Regions from separate parts of the Sus scrofa genome. Here all the other regions are linked to region 1. Evidence: chromatin contacts called from public Hi-C and promoter capture Hi-C data. All regions are on one chromosome and are shown on one strand. The core of a region is the stretch at or near the end of the contact, and the rest is flanking DNA. Distances in the headings are between cores, read along the strand shown.

What was found. Promoter capture Hi-C pulls out the DNA fragments that hold promoters and counts their contacts. A called contact is a pair of places that touch in the nucleus more often than the background predicts.
Region 2: a contact with region 1 is called in a promoter capture Hi-C map of liver, with 2.6 times the contacts expected there. The contact joins the promoter of GXYLT1 here to the promoter of PRICKLE1 in region 1. A contact is called at or near these places in 1 of 5 promoter capture datasets (liver) and 4 of 47 Hi-C or Micro-C datasets (embryonic fibroblasts, fetal heart ventricle and subcutaneous adipose tissue).
Region 3: a contact with region 1 is called in a Hi-C map of skeletal muscle, with 5 times the contacts expected there. The contact joins the enhancer-like site here to the promoter of PRICKLE1 in region 1. A contact is called at or near these places in 6 of 47 Hi-C or Micro-C datasets (embryonic fibroblasts, fetal skeletal muscle, heart right ventricle and 2 more).

What each region holds. Positions count from the first base shown.
Region 1 is chr5:73,824,417-73,828,159 of Sscrofa11.1, forward strand. It overlaps PRICKLE1 (prickle-like protein 1), which reads right to left and starts at 2,113. Exons shown (of 8, transcript XM_021092560.1): 1 at 1,867-2,113.
Region 2 is chr5:73,406,329-73,409,697 of Sscrofa11.1, forward strand. It overlaps GXYLT1 (glucoside xylosyltransferase 1), which reads right to left and starts at 1,982. Exons shown (of 10, transcript XR_002344161.1): 1 at 1,680-1,982.
Region 3 is chr5:74,285,045-74,288,833 of Sscrofa11.1, forward strand. No RefSeq gene overlaps it. Among named protein-coding and RNA genes, the nearest start is that of ADAMTS20, 390 kb to the right of the region's middle. Within about 2 kb of position 2,242, at least 9 of the 83 cell types and tissues checked have an H3K27ac peak or open chromatin away from gene starts, as enhancers often do. A contact at or near this core is called in fetal skeletal muscle and skeletal muscle, where this site is marked.

The sequences.
Region 1 (3,743 bases), core at 863-3,362:
ACCTTTAAATCCTTTGTATAAACATCTCTGGAAGAGCTTGTAAAATATCTTGTGTGTTTCCTGACTCACCAGATGATGGCATTTAGAAACCCCCTGGTACCAGCAGGTGCTGTATTTTGCTTTCTTCAGGCTCCAGCTGGGTTACAATGACAGATTCCCATCCCAGGCCAGGCCCAGCCACCTAGGCTAGGACCACATGGAGGCAAGCCGAACCGGGCCCCACCAGACAGCAAGATAAATGGCTGCTGTTTAAGTTTAAAATCCCCTGGTGGGAGTAAATATTGTTCCAGAGAAAAAGCCTTGACAAATATTGCGTCATCCTTCCAGAACTGTCTTGATTAAAACAGAATCTTTGGATTAAGTTGGTGCTCAATTCCAAATGTATCGATCTTGCTGTCATGGGATTTTTTTTTTTTTTTCTTTTCCCTTCCAAGTCTGAAAACAGACATATTGTTGGGGATGGTCAAACAAGGCTGCCGCCTCCCAAGGGGTTAGAGTCCACTCCGATAATAGAAGGCGGCTGAACACTGACACTTCACTCAGGATAATGGAGACAGCAAAGGCTTAGTGGGAAAAGGCCAGTTGTCACCTAAGTGACAGGCAACAGCTGAGCTCACACATCTGGAGCCAGACCGGGCAAACATGCAGCGACCCTCACCGGTCTACACCTTGGGTCTGTCTGAAGTAACAGATGGACGTTCCTTTTACTCCAGAAGCATATTAAAAAATATATCTGATGGGGAACCACATCAATTATGTAACGTCGGCTGCAGACACTGCCTTCCGAAGTACTGATTCAAATTGGGAGGTCGGCAAAACTGTACCGCAGGCACACACAGAATTTCATTACCTACACCCTGTCCTTCATAAAAGCCATAGGAAAAGCCACATATATACCCACGCTTTTTATAGCACAGATGCATCTGAACTCCTCCGGAGAGGCAGGAGCCTCACAGGCTCTTCTCCTTTAGGCAGTTCCCGTGCTGGCTTCCTCACCTTGCTCAGGGCCACAACAGCTGCTTCCCATACTCTTCAAAATCAGCAACCAAACGTGTTTGGCTTGTGATTCTGAGTCCTCCTTAGGCAAGCTGGAACTCTGCGGAGCCAGCCATCCTTCCCCCACCCCCACCTCCTTCTTCAGCCTCCCCAAGACAATCTGTGGACAATTTTCCCAAAGTCCCCAGAATAACACCGCACTGCCAATAGTCGCCGGCGATGCCGTTTGTTTTTCTTAGAGGGCAATGTAAATTTAACAGCTTTCTGCTGCATCCTGAGTCCCGGTCCTGCTAATTATTAACATGCCTGATTTCTTCAACTTTTTCTCCCTAAAGGGAAGAAGACGCTCCCATTCTTTCCCATATCCGTGTTACATTCAGAAAACACCACTGCTGGGGCGGGAGGGGAGCGGGGAGCTGGTGCACCCCAGCCAAAAAGCAATCGGTCCTTTCCCCCAGAGCCTTAGGAGAGAATCCGCACCCTCCCCGCGGACGCCAGTAGGTGACAGGCGATCCTAAGCGGCGGACACAGGCCAACCTTCCTGGCCTCGTTGCGTCCCGCAGAGCCCTAACTCTGGGGCCACTGAGCGGGTTTCCCCGCAGGAGAGAATCAAGAGTTGGTTGTGATGCAGCAAACCGGAGCCGTGCGTGCAGCCTATCCGAAGCCCTCTTGGTACTGCAGCCCCAGTATCTGCTTTCGCTGTCTACACAACCCAACAAACCAATTATACCCATCTCCCCCATTTTCTGCGACACCAACCCAGCCTGGGTGCCAATGACCCCCCGCAATGACGCGGACCTTGCCCGGCCCTTCCCCTGCGCGCTCGCCCCCCACCGCCGCACCCGTAGCCCTTCTGCGGAGCCCACTCACCCGGGCGAGGGAGCCGGACTCGGCTAGACGGTCGTCGGCGCCGCGGCGGGTCTGCGGAGCTGCGGTCCACGGAGTCAGGGGCGGGCGAGGGTGGGCAGGACGCGAACCATCCGGAGCCCGGGACGTGGCTGGGGCGGCCGCGGCGCCCCCGCGGAGGTCAGTGCAGGCAGCGCGAGGCGGGCACGCTCCGGGGCGCGCTGTCGGGCGCGGCGGCCGCGGGAGGCGGCGCTCGCTGGGTTGCAGGCAGAGTGCGCCCCGCAGCCCAGCCCGCGCCGCGCCACCGCGCACCCCGTCCTCGGCCGCGGGCCCGGCGCGAGCGAAAACGCGGAGCGCGGATGCCGCCGCGGGATCCGGGACGCTCGCGCGCCCACGCGCCCCCTGCTCGGCCACGAGAGGCAAGATCTGCTCCCGGCTCCTGCTGCAGAGGGCGCGGGGAGGCCGGGCGTGCAGGACTTGCTTGGCGCAGCGGGAGGGCTGAGCTGGGCGCCAGGGATCTGTTGCACGAAGTTCGCAAGGGCACAACCCAGATTCTCAAGTGCTGTTGGGTCGTCTCCTCTGCCCCGCCCCCCCCCTTTTAAAGGCTTCTTCTTTTTTTTTTTTTTTTTAAACAAACCATTCTGATGGATGGAAAGACAGGAAGGGTGAAAGGGGGGGAAAAGACAAACCCAATTTCCTCTGATCAAACGATTTGGGGGTTGCCTCTTTGGGTTTCTTTTCCTTTGACTTGGGCGGGGGCGGGGAGAGTTAATTAAACTCTTACTTAGATTCCTTCCGGCGCGCGCCTCGCCTTGCTGGGGGCCCGCTTGGACTCGATCCTACCTTGTGTAACCCCCCTCTGGGCTGTCTCCACCTCGGAGCAAGCAACCAAAGATTTGGCTTTTAGTCCGTTCCCTTCCCTCCTAGACGGTGCTGGTCATATCGAAATCTCAAAGTCTGGGTACTGCACAGGAGAACCTCAGCCCATCGCCATGTCCCTGGCCCGATCCAAATTAGCGTGGCGCACTTCAGGTCGTGTTTAAAGCATTAATTTGATCTCGAGGATCATTTTTCATCGGCCTGACTGCTCTCCATGTTTTCAGTCTGCCCAGTTTCCTGGGCTGGGCTCTCAGGCAAAGTCGCTCAGGGTGAATTGGGGCTTAGCTTGTTTGAAAGTTCTACCCTGACATCTGTGTCATCTTAGAACCTCAAAACCCCTCGCTCTTTCCAGCTTCAGATCAGTGGAGTCTCACACCGTGTGGGTACCGTGTCCCCTGGGGTTACAGAGGGCACATCTCTGCGGCAGCCGCTGAGCCCAGCTTGACAGGTGTCTCTGCAAAGCTGGGGCTTCATTGACCTCTCAATCCCTTCCACAACCCTCTAGGACACTGTAACATCTTCCAAAAAGATGAGGATGTGTGGGAGGGGCAGAGGGGATTGATGCATTTTCTATTTCTTTAAGAAAAATCAAAAGAGTCAATTTCAAAAATTTTCAGAATAACGAGTTTCAGTTATCATTGGGAATAAAATAAGGGAATTCTCGACAGATTCAGAGTTGATGTAAAAAAAGGATTAAAGCAATAACATCTAAAGGCAGAGGAAGGGGAAATGTTACAAATCTTGGGGAATGTTTGGCCTCAGCCCTGGGCTCTGTAATTCCAAGTCTGATTCAGATCTCCCTGCACTGTAGAAACTTTCTCCCCTCTAGATTCAGGGCTGAGTTTCTAAACCTCTGATCACAGAGCCCTCAGGAAAGATGAAATAATTCCACTTGTTCCTGGTGTTTGTAACTGATGGGAATCTGGGGGAAACAACCTAGGCTGTCTTGGTCCTCAGCATTTTATTGCAGTTGCCCTTTTAAGTTAGGTCTGTATATCTTGCCAGGGTAACAAATGCTTCTA
Region 2 (3,369 bases), core at 732-3,231, 420 kb before region 1:
GAATTCTGCCGACTTCAATGAATTCATAGGGTAAAAACATGACAGTTCAGCCTTTCCAGGTTGCTCCTCTGCCCAAACTTCTCCTTATACATGCATATATTTTGTAAAGAATGATACACCTTCAATTTTAGCTTAAATGCTGGCCTCATTTAAAACGAGGAGTTATGCTGCTCAGAAGAAAAACAGCTTTCTGGCTGACTGGACTCTGAGACATCAAACTTAAGATTCCAGAAATGGCGCTACAAAATATTTATTAAAACTGAGGTGTTTATTTCCTGAATTTTAAATAATGCAACTTTGTTAAAATTAGCTGGCCAGGCACATATAGCTTATAAAAATTAGTCACAAAATAATATATAAGTATCTAAGGCAGGCACTAAAAGTGAATGTTACCCTATCAAGTCGAAATGAGTCCAATTTCACTCAATGTTTTGATTAAAATGTTGCTTCCTTATAATTCTACCCAATGCAAAAATAGTTCCTTCCCCATAACTTTAAATGCTTCACTCCAGCGTAATAGACCATGACCAGCTTTTCATGAGTTTATCCAGATCTTCAGTTATTGCCTCTCCCAGGACAGATAACTGAGCGTTCACAAACCTGGCTCTGGAAGTAGTTCTGCTTTTATGAACAAAGTCCTGACTGTAATCAAACCCCTGGGTGAAATCATGACAATCCAGCTTTTCCATGGGCTCTGCTCCTCTGTTCAAACGTCCCCTTTCATTTTGGGAATGACCATCAACTCTCAGAAGAATGTTAAACAGCCTACAGCTGACCTGCACTCCTCCAACCAACCCGATACTCTCCAATATCAAAGCAGCTTTTGCCTCTTGTTAAGGGAGCTCTCCCGAGTAAGAGAGGCGCCTCTTTTTCAAGGAAGTGGAAACGCTCAGATTTGGTTAAGCATTCGTAATGCGCTGCATTCTTTTTTTCGCTTAAATCTCACGTTGATTTCAACGCTGGCAGTGATTTGCGTAAATCCACTTAAGTCACTATGCTGCTTTTTAAACTCCGATTCTTAAAGAAAGCCACCTCTATCCCAACTCACAAAGGACGTGAGCTTAAGTATCGCTTATTTTTCTTAACTCGCTATAAGTTTCACAATAGACCGATTGTTTCCTAAAGAAAAATTCACAATCCTTATAAAATGCTCTGTCCAGATTTAACTAACCGGCTAATGAAAAATGTAAGCGTTAACAAGAAAATGAGACGTCCCATTCAGGAGGGGGTGGAAACTGAACTAGGGAGTCAGCCCGATGTTTAAATATCTCAACTTGAACGCCATGGAAACAAGAGGGAATTCCCACTAGCCAAACAGCAAGAGGCTTTTGTAGGACCCTCTAATTTTCAATGACTCCTAAGAAGGTGGGGGGGAGATGCAACTATCATTTAAAAGTTGAAAATTAATTTCTAACTGCTTTGAATAGTGCATAACCAATGGGTAAGAAGACAAACACAAAAAGCGTGGGTGCTTTCAGGCTGGAGTAGCGCCAGGCTCACCCCCAGGGTGAGGGGAAGGAGGGAAACGAGCAAAGGGGGTCAGAGTCGGCAGCAAAGAAGCGGGAGACGCGGGCCCGGTGGCGGGAGGCGCGGGACGGCCCCTCGTGCAGCCCCGGCCAAATCGAGACCCGCGACTCGGCGCCCCTCGCCCCAGCCCCCCGACAGGGAACCGCTCGTACCTGTCCGACCGGCCGGGATGCGCCGCCTGGCCCGCGCTGCCCGCCCCTCTTGCGGCGCCGCGCCCGCCGCCCCCGAGCCAGGAAGCCGCTGCGGCCTGCGGCTTCCCGCCACCGCCGCCCGCACCTTCCTCCAGGGACACGGCGAGCTGGCTGAAGGCGTAGAGGAGCGAGCAGAAGCCGCAGGCCAGGCACAGTACCACGAGGCGCAGGTAGCGCCGCATCCCGTCGGGCCCGCGCCGCCACCTCCGCCGTCGCCGCCGCGCCCGCTCGGGCGAACTGGAGCGGAGGGAGCAGCACCGCGCAGCCGCGGGCGCAACAGTTCCTCCTCCGCTGCGGCCTCGCGCCCTCCCCCTTCCTTCTTCCCTCCCCGCCCACCACCTTAGCGAGCGCGCTAACACCCCGCCCCGGAGCCCCGATACTGCCTCCGCCCCGGGCCCCTCCCCAGAGGGCGGGCGGCCAGACGCGCCGGCGCACTGAAAGCGGAGGGCTGGGGGCGCCGGGTGGCTTGGGGCGCGAGGGTTGCGGCTCGCGCAGGGTCCCGGGGTAGTGCAACCCTCCCGGCGGGCGAGTCCGCGGAACCTTGCGGCTCCCAACTGTGGAGGAGAGGTGCAGCGAAACTAGCAGAGCGTTGGAAGCAGCTGACCCAAATTCTAATTATGGTTCTTCCACATGGTAGCTTGGGATGTTGAGCAACCTCAATTTTCCGAGCATGTTTGATCGTCTCTAAAATGGAGAGGATATCCTCATCTTAGGGTGGTTTTAAAGATTAAAGTGCTTAACGCATGATAAACACCTTGGACTGAGAAGGCTCGTCATTAAGTTTTTTGTTTTTTTGGTCTTTTGGGGGCTATGCCTACGTCATTTGGAGGTTCCCAGGCTAGGGGGTCCAATCGGAGGTACTGCTGCCGGCCCGCGCCGCAGCCACAGCAACGCTGGATCCGAGCCGCCTCTGCAACCTGCACCACAGCTCAGGGCATCACTGGATCCTCAGCCCACTGAGTGATGCCAGGGATCGTACACGCGTCCTCAGGGATGCTAGTTGGGTTCCCTAACCGCTGAGCCACGATGCGAACTCTGCATTAAGCCATTTTTTAAGCTCCATCCTCCACAAGCGTTGTCACCCAACATCTAATTACGTCATGATGTTGAGGATGCGTATCCTGCCACCCATCCATGAGGTCCTCCCTTTTGGATCATCCTTATGACTCATTATTTGCATATCCAAAACAATTAATACTCTCCCTAAAGAGCTTTGTCTTTAGCTTTCCTTTTCTTTTCCCTCTTTCTCAGCCGTATTTCCACTCCATTTATTGAGCATTTATGGAGCATCACTCAGTTCCTTTGGGTACAAAGACGTCTAGAAGGGGCATGGGGTGGGACAGTGGATACTTGTAAATAAGTTCAATGCAACCATAAAGACTTTAGGCTATAAGCCTGTAAAGGTGTGGGCACACACACAAAGGAGGTATCAGTTCTATCTGTGGTCTTGGTCAACAGACATTTCATATAAGTTAAAACCAAATACAGAGACCAGACTTAATTCCCTGAGCAGACAAAACCAAAACAAGCAAAGCAATTGAGCTTATTTTACAGGATAAGCAAGGTCAACTTGACCTGGGTAACTTCTTGCTTATGCATCTGAAAATCATAAGCAGAACTTAAATAGTTCCCCCAAATTGATATGAGGTAA
Region 3 (3,789 bases), core at 992-3,491, 460 kb after region 1:
AATCTTCTAAACTAGAAAAGAGGTCAACAAATACTTCTTTACTTTTCTCACCACTAACTCAAAACCATTGCTAACCAAATTGGATTAGGTTTATGCATCTCAAATTTGGACTTTCCATTTTATTCCTTTTTTAAAATAGTTATTCCCTGAACTACAAAATCATCTTGATGCTACAAAGTTTAGCTGTCTTCACATTTGATGGCCATATTCTGTGCTGTGGCTTTGGGTGTTTCCAAAAATATTTTTTAAATTATTGAACATTCATGGGAGAAAAGGACGTATAACAAATATTTATCTATATATCACATATCTGTTGATCTATCATCTATCTATCATCGCTAAGTCCAAAGTAAGTACTCGATGAATATATAATTAGGAAACATTAGATAGATAAATAGATAGAAAGAAAGAAATTCAGAATCACTCTGCCACATTCGCAGTCTGGGGTAACATTTATTTCCCAGTGTTTTGGTGGTATAAGGGACTAATATAACATAAGGAAGAAATGTATTTTTCTTCCTTCTAAAAAAGAACCATGGAAAATTTACTTTAAAATGATTGGAGATGGCAAAATATTCATCTAAGTATTCTCAATATCATCTATACTCACCTTCTTGTCCACACTGTGTGGGGCAGAAAGTGTTTTGAAGTTATCTAGGCTTTTATGAAATCTATAAGCAGCTGACTCCACAAAATCTGGGAGAAAACTCAATAGAATCTTTCTTTCTGGAGACAGTCCCTGTTTTCGATGTGACCAAAAATGTTGTTAAAAAACAACTTTCTTTGGAAGCAGTCTCCACAAAAGTTCTTTTACTTTCCTCTTACCTCTTGCCAATTCAGGAAAAATAGCTCCAGATTCAAGTCTTAAACTGAGGCCTGATGAAAAACTATGTGATTTTAAGAATTCGATAGCTGCAGAAATGGTCCCTCAAGGCATGAACCTAACTGCAATATATACTGATAATGAAAATAGGAAACTTGGAAAGAGCGTGGAAAATAAGCCTGCTTCAAGATTGAAGATGGTCTAAAGATGCCCTCTGCTTCACAGTTTAAGTAGCAATTATAAAAAGCACCTGCTTCAATAGAGAGCAGACTTGTGGTTGCCAAGAGGGAGAGGGGAGGAAGTGGGATGGACTGGGAGTTTGGAGCTGGTGCATCGAATTATTGTATTTAGAAAGGATAAACAATAAGATCCTCCTGTAGAGCACAGGGAACTACCTCCAGTCTCCTGGAAAGGACCATGATGGAAGAGAGTATGAGAAAAAGAATGTATGTATACATGCATGACTGGATCACTATGCTGTGCAGCAGAAATGGACAAAATGCTGTAAATCAACTGTAATAAAATTAAAATAAAATAATGTTCAGAAGAAAGGTCTCTGCTTATTTCGTGGACAGATACAGATAGTTTTCACCTTTCACCAGTTCATTCTGGGGGGCCTGCTTGTCACCAGACCTCTTATGGGACATTGACTCATAAAGGCTCAGATTTCATTTTTCACCAACCAGAGCTACTTTCCCTCACATCCATTGCTCATGCATAATCAGGATGTAACACAAGACCAGCCAGCCTTGGCCTTGCAGCCGTGCTCCGTTAAGTTGCATTTGTAACAAACACGTGGTATCTGAAAGTGGGGACTGTCTTTAATGTCAGCAAGTCGATGATGGGGAGGAAAAAAGCGTCTGCATTCTCAGAGAGGATAACATTATCTTGAGGCTAAGTTTGCTTGGAATGTCAGTAGCCAGTCTGAACAAAGAATTCCTTGTGTGGCGAGAACGCCTCTTGAATTTATTTTTTCCATTGAAGAACTGAATTGAAGATGATAATCTCTGGGGAGAAAACAGAGTCAAGCCACACTTTAGATCACTGGTATTTACAACGAATCAGATTTTTATTTTTCCTGGCGACCCGAGTGGCAGGTATATATGCCATTTTGATTCAATTATCTGCTTTCAGCATTTTTCCCATACCACCAATTTAGGCAGTCTAGACAGTGTGGTTGCTCTCTGGCAAGTGGGCTTCTTTCTGGCAACCGGCTTCTTTTGGATCATTGAAGAAGTCTCAGCAGACCTGCATAGCTCTTCCCACATGTTTCTTTTGCCAATATATTTCAATATCTATGAGACCATCATAAATTAATACATCTGTATCATATTAATACTACATTAGAGCAATGCAGCAGTAACACGATCCAACAGAAACATTGCTCAACCCCTAAGACTTTCACATGGCTCCACAGGACCAAAACCATTACTGTCAAGTCCAGCTCACAGACCTTACGTCGGGGTAAAGGCAAAATAGACACTGTCCTGGGTGCCTCTAAGTTGTATAAACTGTCTTGTTATCGACACCAACACTGCTGTCCAGAGATAAGGAAAGCAGACACTCAGATTGGTTACTCTGTGAGCTCAGCCTTGTTTATAACCCTAAGCACTCTCCTCTTTAGCGTTATTGGTTTGTCATTCTCCGGGTAATTGTTCATAAATCATTGCTTAAATTGCTCACGATTCCAACGTTTCTTGCCAAAAAGTCTTTCACTGCATGCTTGATAGATTTTTCCAAAATAGTTTACTCACAAGACACTTGGATTTCAATTTTTGTAAATGATAGGAAAAAACATAAAGCGGAAAACAATGAAGATCTTACCTAACAGCCCCATTTGCTGGATATGATTTTTATTTTCCAAGTGTATAACACAGATACATAAATCTTAGCCAGACCCTTTCTCCCTAACCGCATTCCTAAATATGTATTTTCTATCTAGTCTGGTCTAAACACATTACATTTCTTTTCTAAGGAAGTTGAGTCTTTTTGCAAAAGTTTCCAAAGAAAGAAATATAATGATTTTGGGGGTTAATTAAGTCCATTATTTTCTAAAAACTTTATAAGGACTAACCCTTTATGCTGCATTGAAAATCGCTGTCCTGTACTTTTACCACCATAAATAAAAATCAAAAACAGCTGCTTACCTCTGCCTATGCCTTTTCACATCCTTGAAGTATGTTGGTAGGTTTGCCCCTTCATATTTCTGTACCAAATAGATCTTGTTCCCGTGACCTTTCTTCAGAGAGGCAATTTTCCAACCATTTAATCATTTTCATTGCTCTTCTTTGGCTCTGCTCCAAATTCTCTTTCCTTGGGTGGGCCCCCGGTGGTCAGGGTGTTGCCTTATAGACTCCAAAGCAGTGCTGACCGAATGGGAAGTTACTTTGTGGGAGGTTCATAGCATGAGCCTGATGTCATTCTGTCCACGTGGCTATACCTTGCTTTATGCAATCCAAATCCCACTATATGACAGCCTAGAAAGAATTTTAAAATAAACTTTGCAAGAAGATTCTCCATAGGATACCTTCTAGAAAAATACTCTAATATATTTAAAATAAGATTTGTGGAGTTCCCATTGTTGCTCCAGTGGATTAAGCAACTGACATTGTCCTCTTGAGGATGTGGTTTCCATCTCTGGCCTCGCTCAGTGGGTTAAGGCTCTGGCATTGCCGCAAGTTGCAGTGTGGGTTGCAGATGTGTCTTGGATTTGGTGTGGCTGTGGCTGTGTGGTAAGCCTGTAGCTGTGGCTCTAATTCGACCCCTAGCCTGGAAACAGCCATGTGCTGCAGGTGCAGCCATAAAAAGAAAAAAATAAAAATAAAAATGAAGAAATAAATAAACAGAATAGAATTTGTTTTTCAAAATCTATGTCTCTACAACTCTTCTGAGAATATCATGTGAGATAAAGTATACAATATCCATCTACTCCTTCACTCATTCTCTCATTTATTCAAGAACATTTG